Linked DNA regions of Mus musculus: region 2 is linked to region 1. A link is a contact called in public Hi-C data. All regions are on one chromosome and are shown on one strand. Each heading gives the region's core, a stretch centred on a gene start, on an enhancer-like site or on the middle of the called end of the contact. The rest is flanking DNA. Distances are from core to core; before and after follow the strand shown. Region 1 holds the start of Map4k3 (mitogen-activated protein kinase kinase kinase kinase 3). Region 2 has its middle 37 kb from the start of Gm33596.

What was found. A called contact is a pair of places that touch in the nucleus more often than the background predicts.
Region 2: a Hi-C map of brain shows a contact between it and region 1, with 4 times the contacts expected there. The contact joins the enhancer-like site here to the promoter of Map4k3 in region 1. A contact is called at or near these places in 4 of 39 promoter capture datasets (the 3T3-L1 cell line, cranial neural crest, liver and 1 more), 2 of 484 Hi-C or Micro-C datasets (brain and nephron progenitors) and 4 of 115 datasets of contacts at active chromatin or transcription factors (VIP interneurons, bone marrow-derived macrophages, embryonic stem cells and 1 more).

Annotation. Positions count from the first base shown.
Region 1 is chr17:80,725,300-80,731,185 of GRCm38.p6, forward strand. It overlaps Map4k3 (mitogen-activated protein kinase kinase kinase kinase 3), which reads right to left and starts at 2,726. Exons shown (of 34, transcript NM_001290345.1): 1 at 2,495-2,726. The coding sequence starts at 2,590. It also overlaps the pseudogene Gm9959.
Region 2 is chr17:80,843,771-80,849,656 of GRCm38.p6, forward strand. No RefSeq gene overlaps it. Among named protein-coding and RNA genes, the nearest start is that of Gm33596, 37 kb to the left of the region's middle. Within about 2 kb of position 3,356, at least 19 of the 459 cell types and tissues checked have an H3K27ac peak or open chromatin away from gene starts, as enhancers often do. A contact at or near this core is called in VIP interneurons and brain, where this site is marked.

The DNA of each region.
Region 1 (5,886 bases), core at 1,476-3,975:
CTTCTTGGTTTTGCTGTTGTTTAGGTTTGTTTTTAAATATAGTAAACACATGGCTAATTATTCCTATCAGGAACCTACATATAACCTCGGTAAAACATCATTCTTGGCTATATTACAATTTCCAAGTCAGTCTGGGCAACATGAGAACTCTCTCAAGACCTAGAAAAACAGGCACGTGTGCCAAAACTTAACTGTACACACTGCCACTTATGAGACAGAAAATTTAACTTTTCACCTACTATAATAATCAGAGTTCCCCCAGACAGTTTCTAGCTCTTGGATTTGGGTATATTTCTACCATCTTAGTCAAGACCACTATTATTCCCATGAATACCCCAAGCTTCCTAACTGCTCTCTCCCTCCACTACAACCTGGACATCATGATAGGAAACCTTTTAAAGTCCGAATATTCATGTGCGTGCACGTGTGTGTGTGTGTGTGTGTGTGTGTGTGTGTGTGTGAGTAACATGTCATCTAACACCTGTAGAGGCCAGAGGACAACTCTGAAGTTGATATCCTCATTACACTTTTCGTGTGTTCTGTAGATCTAACTCAAGCAAGCCTGAGCCTCAGCCCAGAAGTCCAAATCTAAATTGGATGCAGTCATGCATGTCTACACCTCCACTCAGGGGACACAGGTGGAGGATTATGACTTTCGGGTCAGCCTGAGATACACAGCAAAATCCTGTATACCAAAAAAATACAACCAAAAGGAAAGAAAGAAATGGGGCCTGGAAAGACAGCTCAGCAGCTGTGAGCACCGGCTGTTCTTCCATGACTCCAACTTGGTTCCCAGCACCCATGTCAGACAGCTCTCAACTGCCTGCAACTTCAGCTCCAAGAGATCTGATGCCCTCTTCTGGCCTCCAGGGACATCTCTGTGTGAACACACACACACACACACACACACACACACACACACACACACTTTTAAAAACGAAAGGGAAAATCCTTATCTAATTTCACCTCCCTGGCAGGACTCCCCTAAGTCCCACAGCTAGAAGGTCTATAGGAACCAGGGTCCACATCCAGGATCCCTGTGGCTGCTCAGGTTCCGTCTTTCTCAGCTTCACACTGGTGTCTGTGGCCTTCGGATCATGACCCCTCTACGTGGCTTCGTCCCCTCTCACCATTGCCCTGAGCAAGGCCTTATCATCTTCCAGATCTTGGCTAGAAGCTGCCAGACTGGAGGGGGGACAAACCCAGCCCTCTTGTTCTGTGCTAGCAACCTTTGCCAGACCCTTGACGTCCTCTCTACACAGAATACGACTGGAATGAAGTGAAACTCTGCTGTTTAATGCTGTTCTTGTCCAGGAAAAAAAAAAAAAAAGACTTCAAATAAATCTGGGTCCATTCCTGTCTTTAGTTCATCAACACGTGGCTGCTAAGTTATACACTGGAGTTATGCTCCACACACCTTTGTCAACAGAGGAAAGTGTGGTGCTATGTGATCATTCACAAAAGCCAAGCAGATCACTCACAAAAGACCTGAGGTATTGGCTAACTTACCTTATGCGTTCCATTGAGGCAAGAATAAAAAGCCCATTGCTTTAGCGTGGGCAAAAATAAAGTGAAAACTAAACTTTCCAAGTCATACTCTGGGCATCCTCAGGTGTTCTGGAAAACAGGAGCCCAACTTCAGTTACCATGTAAGTAGATAGGCAACTAAATCAAGACTGCTGCCACCTTTGGCACTATCCGCCTCCCTTCTTGGCAGACTCCGCGAGGCCAAGAGTTTTACTGGCCAGGGAAGAACGATTTATCCTCCCACATTTAGAAGCGATCCCTCTGCAACAGAAACGCTGTCCTGCTAAGGAGCTCTGAATTCTAACCTTGTCAAACCAATACTCTTCCTAGATACTCGACTCTCACACACACACAAGAAAGAAAAAGAAAAGGAAAAATATCTGATTCCTATGTGTCACTGACAAAAACAAACCCCATTATCCAATTCTTTTTGGAGGAAAAAAAAAAAACCTCGAAGTTGCTGTCTTGCCTCCAAAAACCCATCTCTTTTTACAAAACATGACTACTTGGAAAATTACAAGGAACTGACAAGCAGATGTTAAGAGGCTAAAGGCTAAAGCACGGGCAGATGTTAAGAGGCTAAAGGCTAAGCTGTCGATGGAGGCTGCCCAGCGTTAGGACAGATCCAGCAGGCCCGGGCGGACAGTAGCTCCCAGCCACCGGGGCCTATGATCCCAGGTCCCGGAGAGGCACGTAGGTTTGTCAAGCGCCAAGCCCCAGCACCGGGGTTCGTCACACAGACCCTGCCCAGGCAACAAGCGCCCAGCCCCGCTCCGCCCTCCCAGGAACGCAGCGGCTCCGGCCGCAGCCCTTCCCGGGACTGCACGCAGGAGAGCCTGGGAGGGTCAGAGACCCGCGCGTCCCGGGCACAGCTCCGGCGAGGACGCCGAGGGCTGAGGTCCCCACGCCTGCCTCTTTGTTCCGTCCCCCGCGGCGCAGGCCCCGGCTCGGCCGCCCCTGCCCTCACCTTGTAGACGTCGCCGTAGGTGCCGCTGCCGATGCGCTGGATCAGCTCGAAGTCCTCCTGCGGGTTCCGGCGGGACAGATCGAAGCCCGGGTTCATGGCGGGCCCCGGGTGCCCCCCACCTCCCTCCCGGCCCGGGGAGGGGGGGCGCTCACGGGGGCCGCACGGAGGGAGCGCCCGCGGCCGGCCCGGCTCCGCCGCCGGTCACAATCGCCCGGCTGCACGCCGCGGCCGCCGCCGACCACGACGAGCCGCCCGGCGTCCCCGCCCCCCGCCGCCGCGCCGAGCCGGGTCACACCCACCAGGAGAGGAGCGCGCCCGCAGCCCCTCGCTCGGGGTGCAGTTCCAACATGGCTTCCGCCCGCCGCTCCGCTCCGCCCGCCCGCACGCCCTCCCTCCGGTTCCCGGCCCCGCTCGCCACTGCGCAGCCGCCATCCCGGAGGCCGCGCGCTCCCGGCGGGCCCTGCGCGCCCCCGGCTCGCGCGCCCGGTCGGGACACGCCGGACGCGCCAGACTCCGGGTAACAAAGTTGGACTCGCTGCTTGTGGTCCCAGCCCCAGCCCCAGCAGGTAGTAGTTGCCACGCACAAGACGGTATTCCCCAACTTTCTAAGAGCAAGTACATCCGAGAGCCCCGACCCTTTCTTCTAGGTTTAGGGGAGGAGGTCCCCATCAGAAAGGTGAGAAAGACCCTCGGGGGACAGTGACACTTGGGCTCTTGGGGTTGGCTTGACAGGGGTGCAGAGAGAACAAGGGGCGGGGAGAAATCCGTGGAGGGAGTGGGCGGGAAGCAGTGCAGAACCAAAGCCGTGATTGACCTCTGTCCAGGGAGAAGGCTGGATTTTTCAAAGCCCGGGGCGGGGACTACGCAAGCTGTCTGACAACCCTGAGACGAGGGTGGTTGCAGAGGGTGTGGCCTGGACAGGGATCTATTCCCACACCTGAAATGTAAACACGTGACCATCCGGAAGCTACGTAGCCGCGACATTACCTGCCCAGAGCTCCACCCAGCATAAGATCCAGATAACCAGCATTACGTCCAGACTGCTAAAAGTTAGCTAAGAAAGGACTTAGGCAGTGGAAGGGTCAATGTTGAGTTCTTAGTAAACTTAACTACTACCCATTTCCAAAAGCTGTAGCGAGGTCCACTCTGGCGCTCTGTTGGATATTTTGCTTTAAAAATGCTTTTCTAATCTCTTTAGGGACCTAAAGACTAATGTGCCTTAATGTCCAATTCCTTCTCAGAAACTTGGTCTCATCAAACCTTAAAACCTTTCTATCATGTTACTTACAGTAAACTTACCTATTGACTAAATTCCCAAATTGTGTGCTCCAAACCATACGTGGAGTCATCCAAGCACTTTAGTTATCCCAAAGCATCAGATTGTGACAGGGTTGCAATTCTGCCCCAGGAGTGCACGTCACAGGATTAATTGAGGATAAACCTTAAGGCTGTGCTATCCTGAGCTCCTCGGGACGAGGCATGGTTTTCCCCGCTTCCTCCCGGTGGAAGGCACTTGCAGGGGCTGAGGAGCAGGCCTGCCTTCTGCCTGTGCTGTGGGCGGAGAACTGTTTGTCTTCTTTAGGCTAAACAGGCAGATAATTCTGGATTCAGATAAGGAAATGGAAGTCTCTCAAAGCAGGACCTGCTCTGCTTGCTTTCTCTGCCCTTTTGTGCTTTAAAAAAAAAAAAAAAAAAAAAAAGCCAAGTTTCCAGGACTGAAAGCCATTCGGCTTGCACCAGAAAGTTCTAATGGTTTCACTGTTTTGTTTGCTGGGATTATCATCTCTGCAGATAACCGAGTGTTTGCATCACTAATAGGCTTCTTTCAAAGGGAAAAGACATTTCAGTGGGGTTGGAACAGGCTTTCAAGTTTTGTTTGTTCCATTTTGGCAAGGCTTAACTACTTCTTCTCCTTTTTTTTTTTCCCCAGAGAGACAGATTTTCTTGTAAGGGCTCGATTTGCCACATGGGTTAGGCCATAAATAAAAAGGTCTTTTGTAATTAACTGCTCACAAGGAATGAAAATAATTTGTTCCTTTGGGGATCTACCCATACTGGTAAATACAGTGCTCTCTTACCCTTCCCCCAATCTACCTGGCCTCTACTTCCCTACAAGTTAATACTCATGATCAGACACTTGCTTTGAATAAGAGAAAGGACTTCCCGCTTCTGTGATTAGAAACATTCTTAGAAACCGTCTGGGTTTCACTCTTAGATTGACTGTTGCTTGTGTAGAGGCGGTCACCTTATCAGTAGATTAATATGGTGAGTGGAAGTTCACAACATGAAAGAAACAGTATCTTCCAGTACTGAGTGCTTACGAGGAGCCAAGAACTTTCCACATATTATCTCATTTAATTCACAGAGCAGCCTGATAGCTGAGAGCGTATTATCTCCTTTTTATAACATCCCAGGCTAATTAAGCTACTCAAGGTCACATAAGAAAGCTCAGCTTTTACAGAGGCTGCTTAATAGCAAAGGCTAGGTCCAGTCTGCTCTACCAGTCTGTTCTGTTTCTATAACATATTCCACCATATTCTCTTTCTTCTTACAATAAACCATACATAATCTGTGTGATGCTTTTTTTTTAATTAAATTGATCTGAAATGACTTAAGCAATAGATATGCGATGCTGGTGGTAAAAGAACACAGAAAAGAAAAGCCAAAGCACCTGCCACCCAGCAGTGTGTGACGTCACAAACAACCCAGTCAATACATGGCTTAAGAAATGAACAGACCGAGCTGGAAAGATGGCTCAGTGGTTAAGAGCACCGACTGCTCTTCTAAAGGTCCTGAGTTCAAATCCCAGCATCCACATGGTGGCTCACAACCATCCGTAATGAGATCTGACGCCCTCTTCTGGTGTGTCTGAAGACAACTATAGGGTACTTAGATATAATAATAAATAAATCTTAAAAAAAAAAGAAAGAAATGAACAGACCAAAGAAATACAGATAGCCAATAAACATGGAAGAGAAAATGGCCGCCTTCACCAAAGTGCAAGTCCAAACTACTCGGAGATTCCATCTTACCCCAGTCAGATGTCAGTCAGCAAGAAAAGAAACAGCACGTACTGGCCCTTGTGTGCTGTGGGAATGTAAGCGTAGTCCAACCTCTCAAAATTGGTACGGAGGTTTCTCAAGAATCTAGACGTAGATCTACCATGTGACCCAAAGATTCCAAATTAGCATAATCACAGAGATGGCTCCACACTTTATTTTTATTGATTATTGCAGCGCGATTCACAATAGCTAAGTTATGGCACCTGTCCATCAAGAGAGAAATGGGTAAGGAAAATGTAGCCTATATACACAATTGAATTGGTTTCAGCCATAATGAAGACTGAAGTTAATGTCATTTGTGGGGAAAATAGATAAACTGGAGACAGAAAG
Region 2 (5,886 bases), core at 2,106-4,605, 120 kb after region 1:
TCTTCCCCTCTCAATGCAATAAATGCGACCTATATGAAATTGTTGTTAGCATTAATAGGGCTTACTGCTTAAGTGAGTGTGTGTGTGTGTGTGTGTGTGTGTGTGTGTGTGTGTGTGTATTTCTGTGGTGCTGATGGCTATGCCCAATGCACATTAGGCAAATTCTCTCCCACTGAGCCCTTAGCCCGACAAACTGTTTCTATACACAGTGGTACATTCTAAGACAACAATGAAAACTGTAGTTCAGAAAACACAACTTAGAAACACAGTCTTCTGTCATCTTTATCAAGGCTCGTGTGTTGTGTGGACATGGCTGTACTTGCAGGATTTTTGTGACTGGCGACACTGCAGGCTCATTTAGAGCAGCATCAGTGCATCATTTGAGTAAGGTGTTGTGTCAGCTACCATGGCTATGAACTCAGTTAGGTGAAAAGAATTTTCCACTCTAACCACTGAAATGACTGTCTGTTGTTGATTATTGTTTATGACTACATCTCTCTACCTGTTTGTCTGTCAATCTATCCTGTTTTGTCTGTCTTTCTGTCTATGTGTCTATGTATGTATGTATGTATGTATGTATGTATGTATATGTGTGTCTATATCTATTTATTTATCTATCTATCTTCCTATCATCTATCAATCTATTGATTTACTGTAAAAAGTGGCTTATATAAATTACATAGACTAAGATCTTCAAAGATCTGTAGTTGGCAGGTTGGAGACTTAGCCAGTCATGTGCAGTCATACCTGAGTATGAGAGCAAGTGCTCAGTTTGAAGATAATTTGGGTAATAAGGAAGATTTTTTACTGAGTTTTTTTTTTTTAACTAATCCTAAGAATTTGGGAAGCTGAGGCAAAAGAATCAGGAGTTCAAGGCCAGCCTATTATTTTTATTTCCTTCAGCAATTTAGATAGAGCCCATCCACGCTGAACAGGGACATAACTCAGGCTACCAACCAAAATAGTAACCTCATCCAGAAATACTCTCAACCAACAGACTCAGAATAATGTTTAACCAAGTGTCTGAGTCCCTTGGGGCGGGGGGGGGGGGTCCAATCACGTTAACATATAAACCTAATCTTAGCAATATGTTACTTTCTTTTATATGCTGCGACGCATCTTAGTATGAGGTATAAAAATGAGTTTTCAATAATTGCAAAAGACAGATGTCCGTGACAAATTGTAATCCCTTAACTCAGATATTGACCCAGTTCAAGAACAATGCCTTGGGAGTGTTAGTTGCTGCTAGACATATGTGCATGGACTGAGGCGGTAGGTTGATAACAAGTTTAGAGAGCAAGATAATTTAGTCTAGGCACAGAGTGGTCGGATTGCTATTTAAGAGTAAAGAAGGAAAGAAGGAGTGAATAGGATGTTGGGGCTTTAAGAGAACCTTTTACTGTTTCATAATTTTGTTGAAATTCTCTAACTCCCTTTTTGCTCTCCTTTATACTTGTTCTACTTAAGGATTATTGGACTGACCTTTCATGGGCTTTGTGCATTATTTCTGCTTTTTAAATACATCTACCACTATGCTCGTTATCAAGTTATACGACACCTGGCAGGACCCTGATGTAATGTCCTGCTTCTGTTTCTAGTCATCTGAGCATTTGCTCACACGGCTGAGATCACAAGGTGAGCCCCCTGTGCTGCTCTTTGTTTCTGGATTGGAATGTCCAATGAGCAGAGTTTATACAGGAATCTTACTTCTAGCCTGAAGCTGATGAATAATGCATGACTCTCTGACTCATCCAAAGCGTGGTAAACAGAACCCAAACAGTTGGCCATCCCCTCAGCCATCCGCAGACAGTGGTCCCAGGCCCTAGCAACTGTGAACGGCAATATTTGAAGGTAGCGGTGGAAATTGTCGGTGCTGGTTATCTTTAGCATCGTCCATATGTTTACTGGCACACTGTTAAGTCAGGAGGGTGAGCACAAGCAAAGAGAAAAAGAAGGCCTGATTACTTACTTCACTTTCTGTTGCCCTAACACATTGCCACAGACTGAGTACTTTATAAAGAATAAAGGTTTATTTGACAGTTCTATAGGTTAAGAAGTTCAAGGCTAACATCCTGTGAGGTACTTCTTCGTGCAAGCCTCATCTACTGATTTCCTGGGTGGCATGGGAGATCCCTTGGGAGGCACAACATTGAGCATAAGTCTCTTCTATCTCTCTTTTCTAAGCCACCATCTTCTTTGGATTAGAGCTCCCTCCTTCTGCCCTGGGTTAATCTCAATTACCCCCCAAAATTCTAATTATACCTTCAAATATAGTCAGATTTAATTTTCATCCCTTTTTAAAAAAATACTTCCCAATGGCGATTAAATGTCAGTGAGCTGAGGTAGGGATGGATTATTGAAAGCATGATGTTAGGTATCTTGAGTCAGTGGCTACCGGAGGTGTCACCCACTTATGGGAGGTGTCACCCAGTTGCCTTTTTTTTTTTTCATCACGCACAGGGGTTTCTTCCCTGAACCTCCTCCAGTTAACTAATTGAAGTGTTATATAGCAATTTCCTTAAAACTGAATCATTCTATCCTGGGGGAAACTCATTAAGATCCAGACAGTTCCAAAAAGAGGCTGAGATGTCTCTACTTATGGGGAATCTGACACCGTCTTCTGGCCTCCACAGAAACTAGTGTTGCGTAGACACACGTGAAGGAAAAACTCTCATACCCATTTAAAGAAATGAGAGAGAGAGAGAGAGAGAGAGAGAGAGAGAGAGAGAGAGAGAGAGAGAGATCTTAGTTTTCATCAAAAATATCCATTTACTTATTGGGTTAACTCTCACTACCCCTAAGTGTCTTTTCTAGGTGAAGTGTGACCCAGGATAGGAACCCTTACGTCCTTTTGCTCTGATCTGAATGGACCTGACCTGTGGGCTTTCTGGCCTTTGCCTACCCTAGCTCACACCATTTCCTGGGAGGCATGGGGAATCACTTGGGAGGCAAATTATTGAACTTAAGTCTCTCTTTTCTTTTTCTATAAAGCCACAGTCTTGTTTGGATTAGGGCTGCAAGCTCCTGTCCTCTTAATTGCCTTCCAAAGAGGAAACCTGCTTCTGCCTCCATGCAGGGACTGACGTTTTGGGTTGTATGCGTTTGACTCTATCCCAGATCACAGACGCCCATCGATGCCTCATCCCATCAGATTTTAATGAATCCAGGTACCAATTAGATTCTCTCCTAAAAATGCACAGGCACGCATCACACACACACACACACACACACACACACACACACACACACACACACAGAGAGAGGCCATGCACACAGATATTTGGCACCTAGTAGAGGGCTTCTGGCATCTTTATCTATCACTCTCTGGCCACAAGGTGACACAATGAAAGTGTATCGCCCAAAACGCGGAAAGATGGATTTTTCTCAAGCGGATTTCATCTTCTGCTCGTTTGCACACACGGCCCTACTGAACACACTTTGGTAAGCAGCGAGAGAGGCAACAGATACAGATAAGAAAAAGCATCCCCGGGTGAGGATGAGAGTAAACGACCGCACTCTGTGCAAGCCAATTCCGTGCAGAACCATCCATCCCGCAGCCTGCAGAGGGAGTTCCCAGCCTCCATGCCAGACTTTATCACGGGAGCACGTGGGTCTCCTTTCAGGTTCAATAACTTGCGCATGACTTAGCAACTGAAACAGCTGAAAAGCTATTGGATAAGGACCAGGGGAGTGGGAACTTCTCCGAGCCTTTCTGTGTATGTAGTTCTCGGACTGTGTACGCAGTTCTCAGAGAGTCGTTCTGGTTAATCTTGGCAAGTTGCGCGCTTGAGTCTGAAGCCAACTTGTGGGAGCTTGGAGGCACCGGTCTGGTTCATCTTGCCTTGGGTCTGTCACAGGTGATGAGTCCTCTGAATAGTCTAAAACTGCTCAGAACCTCAGTGCTGTAGTCTGTAGGTGCAGAATCCCTGCGTTAATGTGTTGTCAGAGAGAATAAAAAAAAAAAAAAAAAAAAAAAAAAAAAAAAAAAGGACAGAGTCTCAGGTCCAGAGAGGAGCTGTGTTTTGTTCACAGTTGACCTGAGGAAGATTGTGGTTGAAGTGAAAACCTTCCAGGAAGGAATTAAAACTGGGCACAGTTAGCATCTCTCACCATCAAATTTAATTTAATAAACTATTGTCACTAAAAAGGGAACTGAAGCCGGGCAGTGGTGGCACACGCCTTTAATCCCAGCACTCGGGAGGCAGAGACAGGCGGATTTCTGAGTTTGAGGCCAGCCTGGTCTACAGAGTGAGTTCCAGGACAGCCAGGGCTACACAGAGAAACCCTGTCTCGAAAAACAACAAAAAACCTCCAACAACAACAACAAAACAAAAGAAAACAAAAAAGGGAGCCGAAAGCTTCTATACACACAGATTTGACATATTGGTGATAGATGACATTACACAATGTGTTGCAGGAAGGTACTTCTTTAGCCAGGTTAATGAAGTAATAGATTGTGGGGGGCTGGTGGTATGGGGGTAGGAACCAGTAATTGAGAGACAGTGATTACTCTTTCTACACAGCAAGTTCTTGGGCCCTGAATTTTGCTCTGTCCTTCCATACTGCTCTAGCTCACTGATGGCCCAGAAATCTTTTGATTTTTCTAAAAACCATTAGCTTTCCGCACTCTTTCTTTTGTTCTTCCAGCGTCTGCCTCAGGAACTATTCCATCTTTGGGGCTCACTCCCTTCTTTCCTAATAGTGTAACTATGCATTCTTCAGTTTATCTATCCATTCCTTGTAACTCAGAGATGCTATCCCAGGGCTAGTCCTTGTCTTGTAGTAGCAATGCAGTGGCTTTCCTGACACCAGTGGGGAGCTCTGGCTTCATTCCTGTTCCCGAACCTAGGGGATGCAAACTAGGTCAAGCCTACTCTCTGCTTATAGCTATTTGCTATTGTTTTTATATTTTAAAGTTACATGTATTCATTTATTTTTAGTGCGTACATGTGTACATGTGTGTGTGCGTGCACGTGTATGTGTGTGTATGTATGTGTGTGTGTGCATGCATGTGTTCTTTTAGGAGGATGCTACAGCAAGACACCACTATCTTGGAAATGCAGAACAGCCCTGACTTGGACAATTGTGACTGTGGTACCTCGTTGTGGGGATTCCCACCCTCCAGAACTATGACTATATAGCTCTTCACTTTGTAATTTACCTGGTCTGGGTCATTATACTCCAGCAGCACAGCAGGGACCAAGATGTGGACCAATTGTCCTCTGTCTTTGGTACTGTCTTGGTTTTGAAGCTGAAAACCCTGCACCTCAGGAAACCCTCTAGCTGTGGTCAAACTCAACACAATTCTAAGCGAAGTGTTGTAAATAATCCTCTGGCTGCTTGAGTACCCAGCGACGTTTGCTTCCACGTGTTTTTCTTTGTATTCCTTACAGGTAAAAGTATGATGGTGTAGAGAGGGTGTTAAATTGAATTTGGATGCAGGTGCCGGTCTGTTAGACCACTGAAGAAGCAGAGGTTCACTGGCAGGTCAGTGAGCTTCGGTGTTTTCCTCTGAACAGCATAGAGGTTAGGCTTCCTGTACTCTGGCATAGGACCCAACTTCTACAATGGTACTTCTGAAGGAATGTGATAAACTAACTCACACTAAAATTAGTACTCCTAGATAACAGTTAGTAGGTGAATAGATCAGATAGACTGTTGCAGACAATGCTAACATCTACGGCAGACACTTCTATCGTCTTCCTCTGTCCTTGGTTTTTCATGCCCATACTTTCTTTCCTTTCATCTGTAGATTAGGTATTTATGTCTGTAAAGTTTGACTTGTACAAACTCACATAGAAAATGGTAGATCAAGGATCGGGGAGACAGGGAGATGGTTCAGCCAATGGAGGGTGTATTGTGCAAGCCTTTGAAGACCTGGGTTTA